Regions from separate parts of the Mus musculus genome. Here region 2 is linked to region 1. The links are chromatin contacts, called in public Hi-C maps. All regions are on one chromosome and are shown on one strand. The core of a region is the stretch at or near the end of the contact, and the rest is flanking DNA. Distances in the headings are between cores, read along the strand shown. Region 1 has its middle 37 kb from the start of Gm42015. Region 2 has its middle 32 kb from the start of Gm7538.

Evidence for each region. Hi-C and Micro-C count contacts between places; a contact is called where the count stands out from the background.
Region 2: a contact with region 1 is called in a Hi-C map of uterus, with 4 times the contacts expected there. The contact joins two enhancer-like sites. A contact is called at or near these places in 9 of 484 Hi-C or Micro-C datasets (the NIH/3T3 cell line, adipose-derived mesenchymal stem cells, cerebellar granule neurons and 4 more).

What each region holds. Positions count from the first base shown.
Region 1 is chr5:118,877,589-118,882,603 of GRCm38.p6, reverse strand. No RefSeq gene overlaps it. Among named protein-coding and RNA genes, the nearest start is that of Gm42015, 37 kb to the right of the region's middle. Within about 2 kb of position 2,458, at least 33 of the 459 cell types and tissues checked have an H3K27ac peak or open chromatin away from gene starts, as enhancers often do. A contact at or near this core is called in uterus, where this site is marked.
Region 2 is chr5:119,165,922-119,170,936 of GRCm38.p6, reverse strand. No RefSeq gene overlaps it. Among named protein-coding and RNA genes, the nearest start is that of Gm7538, 32 kb to the left of the region's middle. Within about 2 kb of position 2,991, at least 92 of the 459 cell types and tissues checked have an H3K27ac peak or open chromatin away from gene starts, as enhancers often do. A contact at or near this core is called in uterus, where this site is marked.

The sequences.
Region 1 (5,015 bases), core at 1,209-3,708:
ACACACAACACGTCGCATACTCAGGCACATGTGCACACATGCAGGCTCTTACACACGAATGCTCACCTGAACATGCATGCCATCCACACCAAGTCTCCATATCTGCAGAGCCACAGCTGGGGTCAGCTGGGCCCGCCCCTCACCCTACAGTCTTCAGTGACTTCCCATAACCACCTGTGAAGGGACAGACACCTTTGCAATAACACCTTTGTTGCCCAGCTGGCACACAGTGGGCAGGTAACAGGACACATGTATGCAGGGGAACAAGCCGGAAGAACAGAGCCTCGGGATGGGGTGGGGGCTGGGGGAGGAAGTTGGACTTTGCAGAATGAGATGGTCGGGTGGCGGTGGATACCAGCAACAGGCACTCCTCACTGTCAGCCCAGGATGTAAAAAAGACTGAACCCCTGACTGTTGTCCCAACAAAGAGAGGGCCTTGTACCTACAAGGCGACTCTAGCCAAACAGGCCTGGGTACAGTTCCGGTAGCAGATCCTCTCTGTCCTGAGCCCAAACCAGCTCAGCTGGCTTCCAGGACAGGCTTCTTGGAATGCAGCCCCACAGAGAAAGCTGCAAGCAAGAAGAGAGAAAGACAGGCGCTCTGACATGGCTTTTCCTCTCAGGTTGTCTTCATTGCCAAAGGCCCGGACCGGAGGACTTAGAGGTGGTGTGTACGGAGGTGGAAGGAGAGAGCAGCAGAGAGATCTTTTTGTAGTTGTGTGGCTGGAAAGCAATCTTCCCTGTGAGCTTGGCAGGCTGGGCCTCTCGGGGGCCCTTTATTCACTTCACTGGCAGCTCACCTCCGCTCTCTCAGGGTGCTGTAGGGGCGTGTGATGGCAAGTTTATAGACAAGGTTGACCAGATGGCTCAGTGGATACCTGAAGACTTGAGTTCAACCCTGGGACCCATGTGAAGGAAGGAGAGAACTGGCTCCCCCACATTGTCCTCCGATCACCACACGCACACCTTGGCAGCCCCTCCGCCACACTCACTCGACCATTCGATGTAATTTTTTTTAGATTAGATTAAAGTTTTGTTGTTGTTTTTTTTTAAATCAATTCATAGCAAGAGTTAGTGGCTTCTGACCCCTACATGCAAGTGACACCTCTTCCAACAGTGACTTTGTGCTTGTATTTCTCAGAGTCTCAAGTCTCTCCTCCCTAGGACACTGTCCTAAGAACAGTAGAAGATTTCTCTCCAATAGTCAAGAGAGTGCTTTATTTCATTTTATTTCTTCCTCCAAAGGCATGCTTATAGATCACCCTGAAATACGCTAATCTCCAGTAGATATGGCAGCTCACTCTAATCCCAGCACTTGGGAGGCTGAGGCAAGGGATCCCAGTGAGTCTCCCACACAGCCTTCGAGACAGGGCCAGTTCCCCATCAGCCAGGGTGAAAAATGGAACTGTGCATTGAACACACCAACAGAAGAACCCTGACTTGAAGCTTGCTCTCTCCCCAGCGTTAACGGCTTTAGCTTCGTTTGAAGCTATTTGACTGGGGGCCACCCCGACACTCAGTGTCCTTGTCTAGAAGTAGAATCCTAATGGGCCTGCTAGCAATGGCTCTGGGTTGACAGGGATTCATTTTATGAATGAAGTCTTAGATTAGACTAGATAAGAATGGTGGAAACGCTAAAACAGAGTTTTCTATCCGGTTTAAACACACACACACACACACACACACACACACACACACACACACATCTCAGCTCTCGTTCGAGATGACCCCTGAGCTCTCCTGGTTTCTGCTAATGTTCCCGATAGCCATTCACTTCCTGGTTGTTTGCCTCCTCGGCTCTGATTGGCCAGATTCCAGTTCACTTGGGAGCTGTGTTATGAAGACCTTGAAGGCTCCAGGAAAAGGAAAAATTCCCTCTTCTCATTCTTCTCTCCATGAGCTCTTCAGCCAAACCCACCCTTACCCTTTAAGACGCAGACGGGTTCAACCTCGGATGCCGTCGCATCCATTCTAGACCTATCCTTTGTCCCCAGATCCTGGCATCCAGAGCATGGTGTGGCCTCTCACACTGAGAGGTGGGGCCTGCAACCCAGGTTTTGACTCCGACCACAAGACTCTGCGTTCATTCAGTGTCTCCCCCCCCCCCCCCCACACACACACACACTTCACTCCACTACCACATTCATCTGTCAAGTGCCCTCCCCACCCGACACACAGACACGCAGACTCACGGACAGACACAGCCTTCTCTCCCGTCTCTCCCTCCACCCACGTCTTTTCCCTTGAGCTAGATCTGGGGGCGGGGTGAGAAGAAAGCCAAATGTCTTCCAACCACAGAGTAGTGACAGTGTTGTCCTTACAACACCAACCAAAGATCTAATTTTTTTTCCTTTCCTGAATGCCTAAAAGGAGTTGGAAAACCCGAGGGCACCATTGCCTTGTTTTCTGCTCAATGGAGTCTGGCCAGAATCCACCCACAGCTAAACAAAGCATCCTTTCTTGTCCCACTGAAGTTCTCAAAATCTGGCCAGCCTGACACCCACCCAGAACAGCCCCTTGACCTGACTCCTGCCTTCGTCCTCCATGCCTTTTGATGGCATTGTTCAATATTCAAAATCAGACCCAAAGTGCCTGTCCACACCCTAGTCTGAAAGACCAAGAACAGAATTTTAAAATAATAATAATAAATAAATAAAATCTGTGGCCTAACCAGTGGTTGGAGCGCCATCTGCTGGCCATTTTATAAGCAGCGCCTCCCTCACCAGCCCACATGGCTCTAAGTTCCCGTATTTCAAAGTCTTTTCGGAGTTTAACTCCGAGAGAGTATAGCTTCAGGCGTGGGAACTTGTGCTTTTAAGTACGTTAATATCCCATTATTCTATTATGGGAATACGCATTTAGGAATAAAGGCTCTTTTTAAAAAATCTTTTATTCCTTTTCTTTTAAAGCTATTTAAAGTCTCCATCAAACATCTGGGAGGGATGATCTCAGCTTACAACGGCTTTTATTACTGTCACACTTGTTCCTACTACCGTGATAATGATTGTGGCATTGTATTAATCAATAAATCATAACGAACTCGCTTTTTACACACTCTTAACACAGACCCCCAGACCAGTGTGTGCCCGGGTTTGCAGGAAAATTTATGATTCTGGGTGGGAGGGAGAAGGAGACTATAACACAACAAAGACCAAAATAAATAAATAAAGAGGGAGGATTGCTTTTAGAAAAAAAAAAGGAGGAAGCTTTTTTCTAAAAGAGACTCTCGGCTTGGGAAGGCAGATTTGGGACTGAGTTAATAAATGCCTCTCCTATCTGCTTAGTCAAAGGAGCTTACGTCCCTTTAGCTGGGATTTTTTTTTTAACCTCATTAAAAATCAAAGGGAAAGCATGGGAATTTTCCTCTGTAAATATTTTGCCTGTCCTCTGAGGAGAGAAAACAGAAAATCACCTGTCTCAGTCGGTGCCTTCTTTCGAATTCACTTTGGCCAAATACCTTAGGCAGTCAGGGTGATGGAGAAGAATTGGGGAAGGGGGGGGGGGCTTATGCCTGTCAGCAAGTGTGTCCACCAAGTGTGGGTTTGGGTAGCCATAGGGAGCACGTGGCATCTACCCCTTTCGAGTCTGCAGCTGCCACAGCACAGCACATCCTGAGGAAGGGCTGGCTGAGTCACACGAACCCTGTGGATTCTAGAAGCCCCTTTCCCTGGGCTTCTCTAGGACCCACCCATCACTCTGAGCTCTCCATTGGTCCACCATGGGGGATTTGGTCCACATTCGTCGGGTGTTCTCAGCTTCTTCATCAGATTCCTTCCTCTCTAGTTCTTGAGCTAAAACCCCGTTTATAAGAAAGTCAGGAGCCTGGGAAACATCTCGTCATTGTAGCGTCCAGCCCATCATCTTATTGAACGGGCGTTTTACTTCTCCCTTGAAGCTGGGTGTCCGCCCCGAGTTGAGGCAGATACAAAACACAGACGTAGACGGAATTTTATTTCAACGTTTAATACGTAAAATTCTCGCTAAAATAAAACAAGCCATAAAAGTAGCCTTTCCCAGAGCACACGGGTTTTTTGTTGTTGTTGTTTTGTTTTTGTTTTGTTTTGTTTTTTTATTTTTTCTGGAACTAGCCCCTTCTGATTAGGAGCAAGGTACAGAACCTCGCTACAGGTTCAGCTACTGAAAACTTGAATGAAAGTTCTCCTTGGCCTCCTCCTCCAAGGCCACTCCTGGTCTCTAGTCCACAAGGTATAAGAGGCTGAGACAGGATCCGAACATTTCGAGTGGAAACTGGTTCTTCATTGAGTTCCCCCCACTATCTTTCTCAGAAGTATGAAGAGGTTTGGGGGTTGGTGGGGGTGTTGTTTTTGTTTGTTGTTTTGTTTTGTTTCAAGCATTGTTTATTTGAAATACTAGCTGCTAAGTTCAACACAGTTTTCTGCGATGTCTGCAGACAGAATTTTTTGTTTGGACTTTCAGTAGTGCGAGGAGAGAGAACGAGAGAGAGAGAGAGAGAGAGAGAGAGAGAGAGAGAGAGAGAGAGAGAGAGAAACAAATAGCCTTGCTTTGAAGTTCCCACATAATTACTGTAAAGATCTGTGAAAGTACAGAGCCAAGAGCCAGCGCTTTGCTCCAATCTGGAGGATGCAAAGGCCAGGCGCAGCCCGGGAAGACTCTCTCAGAGCGGTGCAGAAATACGCAGCCAAGGTAGATGGGAGGTGTGTGCGCCCCCCCCCCCCCCCCGGTGTCTGCAGGAGGCAATAAGAGGAGGCAGAGCAAGGAGAAGAAACTGGAAAGAGAAATCAAGAGAAAAGGAGAAAACATGGGGGGGGGGGGTTGTGAGGGGAAAGGAGATGCTGGTGATATTTACAAAGATTGGTGCAGAAATTAAACGCTGCATATACGATACGGAAGTTGAGGGGTGGGGGGGTGGGGAGTGGCAGGTTTCCATCTCCATTTCTTTGTAAGAATACAAGTTAGGGACATCCGAGGAGAAAATGGTTGTAGCCTCTGAGGTTTGTTCTCTGAACGATCAGCCCAGCTGCAAGCAGCGGCTGA
Region 2 (5,015 bases), core at 1,742-4,241, 290 kb before region 1:
TGGACCTTCCTCCATCAATATTCTATAGGCTTTCCTACAGCCTGATCTTATAGATGCATTTTCTCAATTGAGGCTCCCTCCTCTCTGATGACTCTAACTTGTGTCAAGTCAACATAAAGCTAGCCAACACGATGAATGTATATGCACACATGTGTATATCTATGTGAAGGTCAGAGGTCAGCCTCAGGGATCTTCCTTGGTCCTTTTTCATGGTGTGTCTTGAGACAGGGTTTCTCTCTCACTGAACCTGAAGCTCATTGGCCAATAAGCCCCAGAGATCCTATTGTCTCTACCTCTCCCACCCTGGAATTACAGGTTCCCTTCTACTGTACATGGATGTTTACAGTAATGCTGGGGAACCAAATTTGAATCTTCATGTTTGTGCGGCAAGCATTTGACCAACAAAACCATGGCCCCAGCCCAAGTTCAGGATTCTAAGAGCCACCAGGTACTTGGACTCTGAAAAGTCCATCTTGAAGTTGAGAAGGCTGTGTTCTCTGCATCCTTTGTCTGGATTGGGCAATGGCATCTTTCATAGTTGACCATTCTTATCAGTATCTGAAAAATGTATTTTAGCAGACGGTCAAACAACTAGGCAGTAGAATAAACGTTCCACACCCCTCTCCCTTTTGTACAGCTTAGAAGGAAGCAGAGGAAGAGAGGATGCGAGGCAGAGAAGGAGCGCGGGGACTGCACAGGTTGGCCAAGGGATTTAACAGCCTGATGGTAATCAGAGAACCTGAGTGTAATTGCTCGTGTTGTTTCTGAAAGCGTCCCAGCCAGCCTGGTGGTCTGACATCCTAATTAGTTAATGGGCACAGGAGGGTTTTACATGTTTAGAAATGAAGGCTTATTGGGTCAGCACTCCGAGATACTGGCATGTTTTCATAAATTGACGTTTCCTTCCAAGACAAGAAGTCTCAAACTTGAACACGTGTCAGAATCCCCCCTGGGGGGCTGATTAAAACACAGCTCACTGGGCCTCACTCCCCAAGTGTCTGGTACAGCAGGTCTGGAGTGGGGACCTAGCATTGACATTATAATGAATATTTGTTCTGAGTGCTGCTGCTGGTGGTGGTGGTGGTCTAGAGGCCTAAGATGGATAGCGAATTCTCTCGGGGAACAGCAATGGAAGAGAAGGATCGAACAGGGATGGCAGAGAAGCCAAGGGGACCAAAAGAAGGGAATTACCACTTGGGAAATGGGGAGAGATGACAAGGAGACAAGAACGTGTTGGGGGCCATGGGGGACAGAGAGGCAAGGAGTGAGAAGGGAAAGCAGGGGTTGATACAGGAGCTTAAATGGTTGCATTCTTGTTTGAAAAGAGGTGACGGCCAAAGAGAAGAAAAGGGCAGGGCAAGGCTGAGCATCCAGTGATGGTTGAACACACAGTGTTGGTAACAGGACAGTGAGCCTTGTGCACCTGTCACTCTCCACCCCCGCGCCCACCGAAAGCACGATGCATGTGAAGTTTCATTTCCCACACAGCTGCACACGCCATTCTTTCAGGTTCTGGCTTCCACTGCTCACTTGCTCTGTGATTCCCTGTTCCCTTCCTCTTAACTAGCTAGCAGCCCCTGGCTTGCTTATTTTGCCAAGAAACCCAAAGCACTCAGGGCGCCTTGATTTTCATCTCTAATATTTAGATTGCCTGATAAAAAAGTAAAGATCCACTAGGTATAAACATGCTTGTAAGAATACTATGGGATGTTTTTGCGCACGCGAGTGTGTGTGTGTGTGTGTGTGTGTGTGTGTGTGTGTGTGTGTGTGCATGGCACTGTACATATGCAGAGATCAGAGAACAACTTGTAAGAGCCAGTTCTGGTTCTCTGCTTCCACCGTGTGGGTCCTAGGGATTGAACTCAGGACATCAGACTTGGTGGCAAGCACCTTTAGCTGCTGAGCCATATTGCCGTCCCAAACGCTATAGACTTTTACAGATTTATTTTTACATCAAATCCACTTTGGTTCTAATTGCTTCCGAAGCTAGGCCACCTCTTGGGACTGTTGACATTATGGTGGTGTGTGTGTGACTTTCCAGATATCTAGAGTTCTTATATTCATACATATTCATCGAAGATTATTTGAAACAAAATTAGGCTGTGTGATTCTTATTGTATCAGGACTTGATGGTTCATTAATCGGATGTCATTTGCATTTCTGTGTGGACTGGGATTCTGGCCTGTGGTTGTGCCTCATTACTGAGTACTCCTCTTCTGGTAGTTTCAGAATCAAATCTCCATTGGTCAATAACGGATGAGCGATCTTGTAGTTTGGTCAATAATGGATCTTGTAGTCCGAGTTCTACCCCAATTACAAGCAGCGTGGATCAAAACATCTACGCTCTTCTGGGTGCTAATTTTGAAAATGTGCGCTATAACAGACATGAAATGAAAAAAGGCCCTACCTACTCTGCCCTTGACAATTCTGTTCTGTCCTGTTTATAATTTTTCGATGCTTGAGAAGGATCTTGACTCGTTTTCCTTGTGGTTTTTTTGTTTGGATTTTGTTTTGGAGTTGACTGGTGAAACCCAGGGCCTTCCACGGGTTAAGCACTGCTCTCTGCAGAGCAAGGTCCTCACCCATCCCACTGATATTTCCTTTCTACCGGGTCCTAGGGGTGGTGCTAAAACTTGAAAATATCATAATCATCGCTCTCTCCCCCTGTGTCTTTTAGGGGGAGATTGTCCTAAAAGGTAACAAGAGCATCAGGGCGGGAATTCAAAGACCAAGTTCTCACTCAGCTCTCCCTCCCCGTGATAGGAAAACACCAGTTTCCCCAGCTAAAGGGAATTGCATCTGAGCTTGGTTTCTCTGCTCTCTTTGCACTCTGGTGCACGCCGCTGTTTTCCGTGAGCCCTCCCCCCCCCAAGCCTGTATAACTTACGGTCCACACCACGTGGTCACCCGCACCCCACCCAGCTTCCCATGACTCAGTCCCCCACACTCATCCCTGAGTCATGAGAGAATGGAACGGCTTAGTAAAGCCGGGCACGCAGCCAGAGAGCGACAGAACGTGTCCAGAAAAATCAGGGATTCTCTTTTCTGCCAGAGAGGCACGGGTGGACACAGTCGATTCTTCGTGGCTGGGCTGGAGGACTTTCTGAATGCTGGCTGCCGGGGAGTGGGGGTGAGGGCGTTCCTCCCTGTGCTTGGCAGCCATTGGGAACAGGCTTGTTATTCAGCAAGCAAAGGAACTAACAGCCGAACTACCATGGGACCGACCATGGCGAACTTTCCTCCTATGTCTCCTTGAGATACCTTGCCAGGGTTTGCATGAGAAGATTCCCCCAGGGGGTCCATGGGTTTGAACACTCAGTCCCCAGTAAGCGGCGCTGTTTGGGGGAGGTGGCGGAGCCTAACTGGCACCACAGGGGCACAGGGATAGGTCTAGAGGTTTATGGTCCAGACCTGCTTCCTGGCCTAGCTCTTGGCACCCCCACCAGCTACTGACATGCAACCAGGCACTTGCCTTGCTGAGACAGTGGACTGGATGCCCTGAAGCGCGAGTCAAAATAAACGTCTGTTTTTAAGTCATGTATCTGATCATTGCGACTGCAACAGACATCTTCATTATAAGCCAGCCGTTTTCTCTCCCTGACTAATAGAAACTGAATTTGTTGAGCAGTCAGTGTGTTTCAGGCTCTATCCTTGGCACTTGGAGTATCTTATTCCATTCGGTCCTCAGACAACCCCTTGATAGACACTGCTGTCATATTTATTGTAAAGTGGAGAAACTGAGTCTCAGGGAGGCAGTCAAAGTACATTGCCACATATTTAAGAGAGGGTGATCTTCTGGCTTTGTGTATAACTGTGATAAGCATGGAATAAAAGTGTCTAGTGGATATTAATAACCCTCAGTTATATGAATATGCAAATGATTCTGATACCACGCTCCTACCAGGAGCTGTCCAAAAGTGAGTGATTTAAAACTGTGAATGTCTGTTATCTTACACCTTCTGTTGGTCAGGACTGTGGGAGTAGCATCGCTGCGGTTCTGTCTCATTGGCTCACATGATCAGGAGTGTAGCCATCTCATTGAAGGGTTCAACTGGGCATAAGTCCATTTCCAAGCTTTTCTGTGAGGTGGTGTCGGGAAGAACCAGCAACTCTCTGTGTGGGTCTTTCTTCTTCTAAAGCAGCTTCAATAGGTCAATAGAGAGGGAAAGAGGAAGAGGGAGATGGAGGGAGGGAGGGGAAGAAACAGGAGAAGGAGAGGGGAGAGGAAAGGAGATCTTGATGGGAACAAAGGAAGGAAGAAAGGGAGAGAAGATGGGAAAGAGAGAGACATTGCTGTAACTGTGTTGCCTAACTCAAAAGTGATACTCTTTTGAGTGTCTTCTTTTGGCTTCTGCCAAAAGTATCTTCTGCTGGATGCTATTGGTCCTACAAACCAGCCCTGGGAGAAAGTGAAGTGCATCCCATCCCTATAGGATCACCCAGAGTCACCTTGGAGGCTGGCACCATGGGAAACATCATCGTCACCCAGCAAACCTTTGAGGACACAGAAGTCCAAGGACCCATTTTTCATTCCCTGTCTCCAGACACCCTCCCAACCAAAGTCCAATGGAGAAGATGGCACCTCTCCAAAACATGAGGAAATTTTAATAGTGATCCTGCCTATCAATATCACCCTATACATTTTGTTCTCATTGACTTCTTGTTCTCAACAAATAAGCAGGTTTCATTGTCCCATTCTTTGCTATCCCGGACTGAAGATGTGTGCCTTCTACTCTGCCCTCTCCATCACCCAAAATGTGTCCCTCTGCTCCATCCTTGCCACAGTTCCTGTAGACTTAGGTGACTTGTGCTTGCCTGGATATCGGGTTTCACTTGGGCTTGGCCAATGGGAGTCACAAGTCAAGACTGAGAAATTCTGGGGCACCCATGCCTCCACAGCCTCTGTCTCTGTACCTTCTTTCCAGAGGTGGTTATGCCCACCATGTCTACTCCTCTTGTAGGCAATGACCCAGGACCATGATCAAGTTCTCACTGGACCCTGGGAATTCCACTTC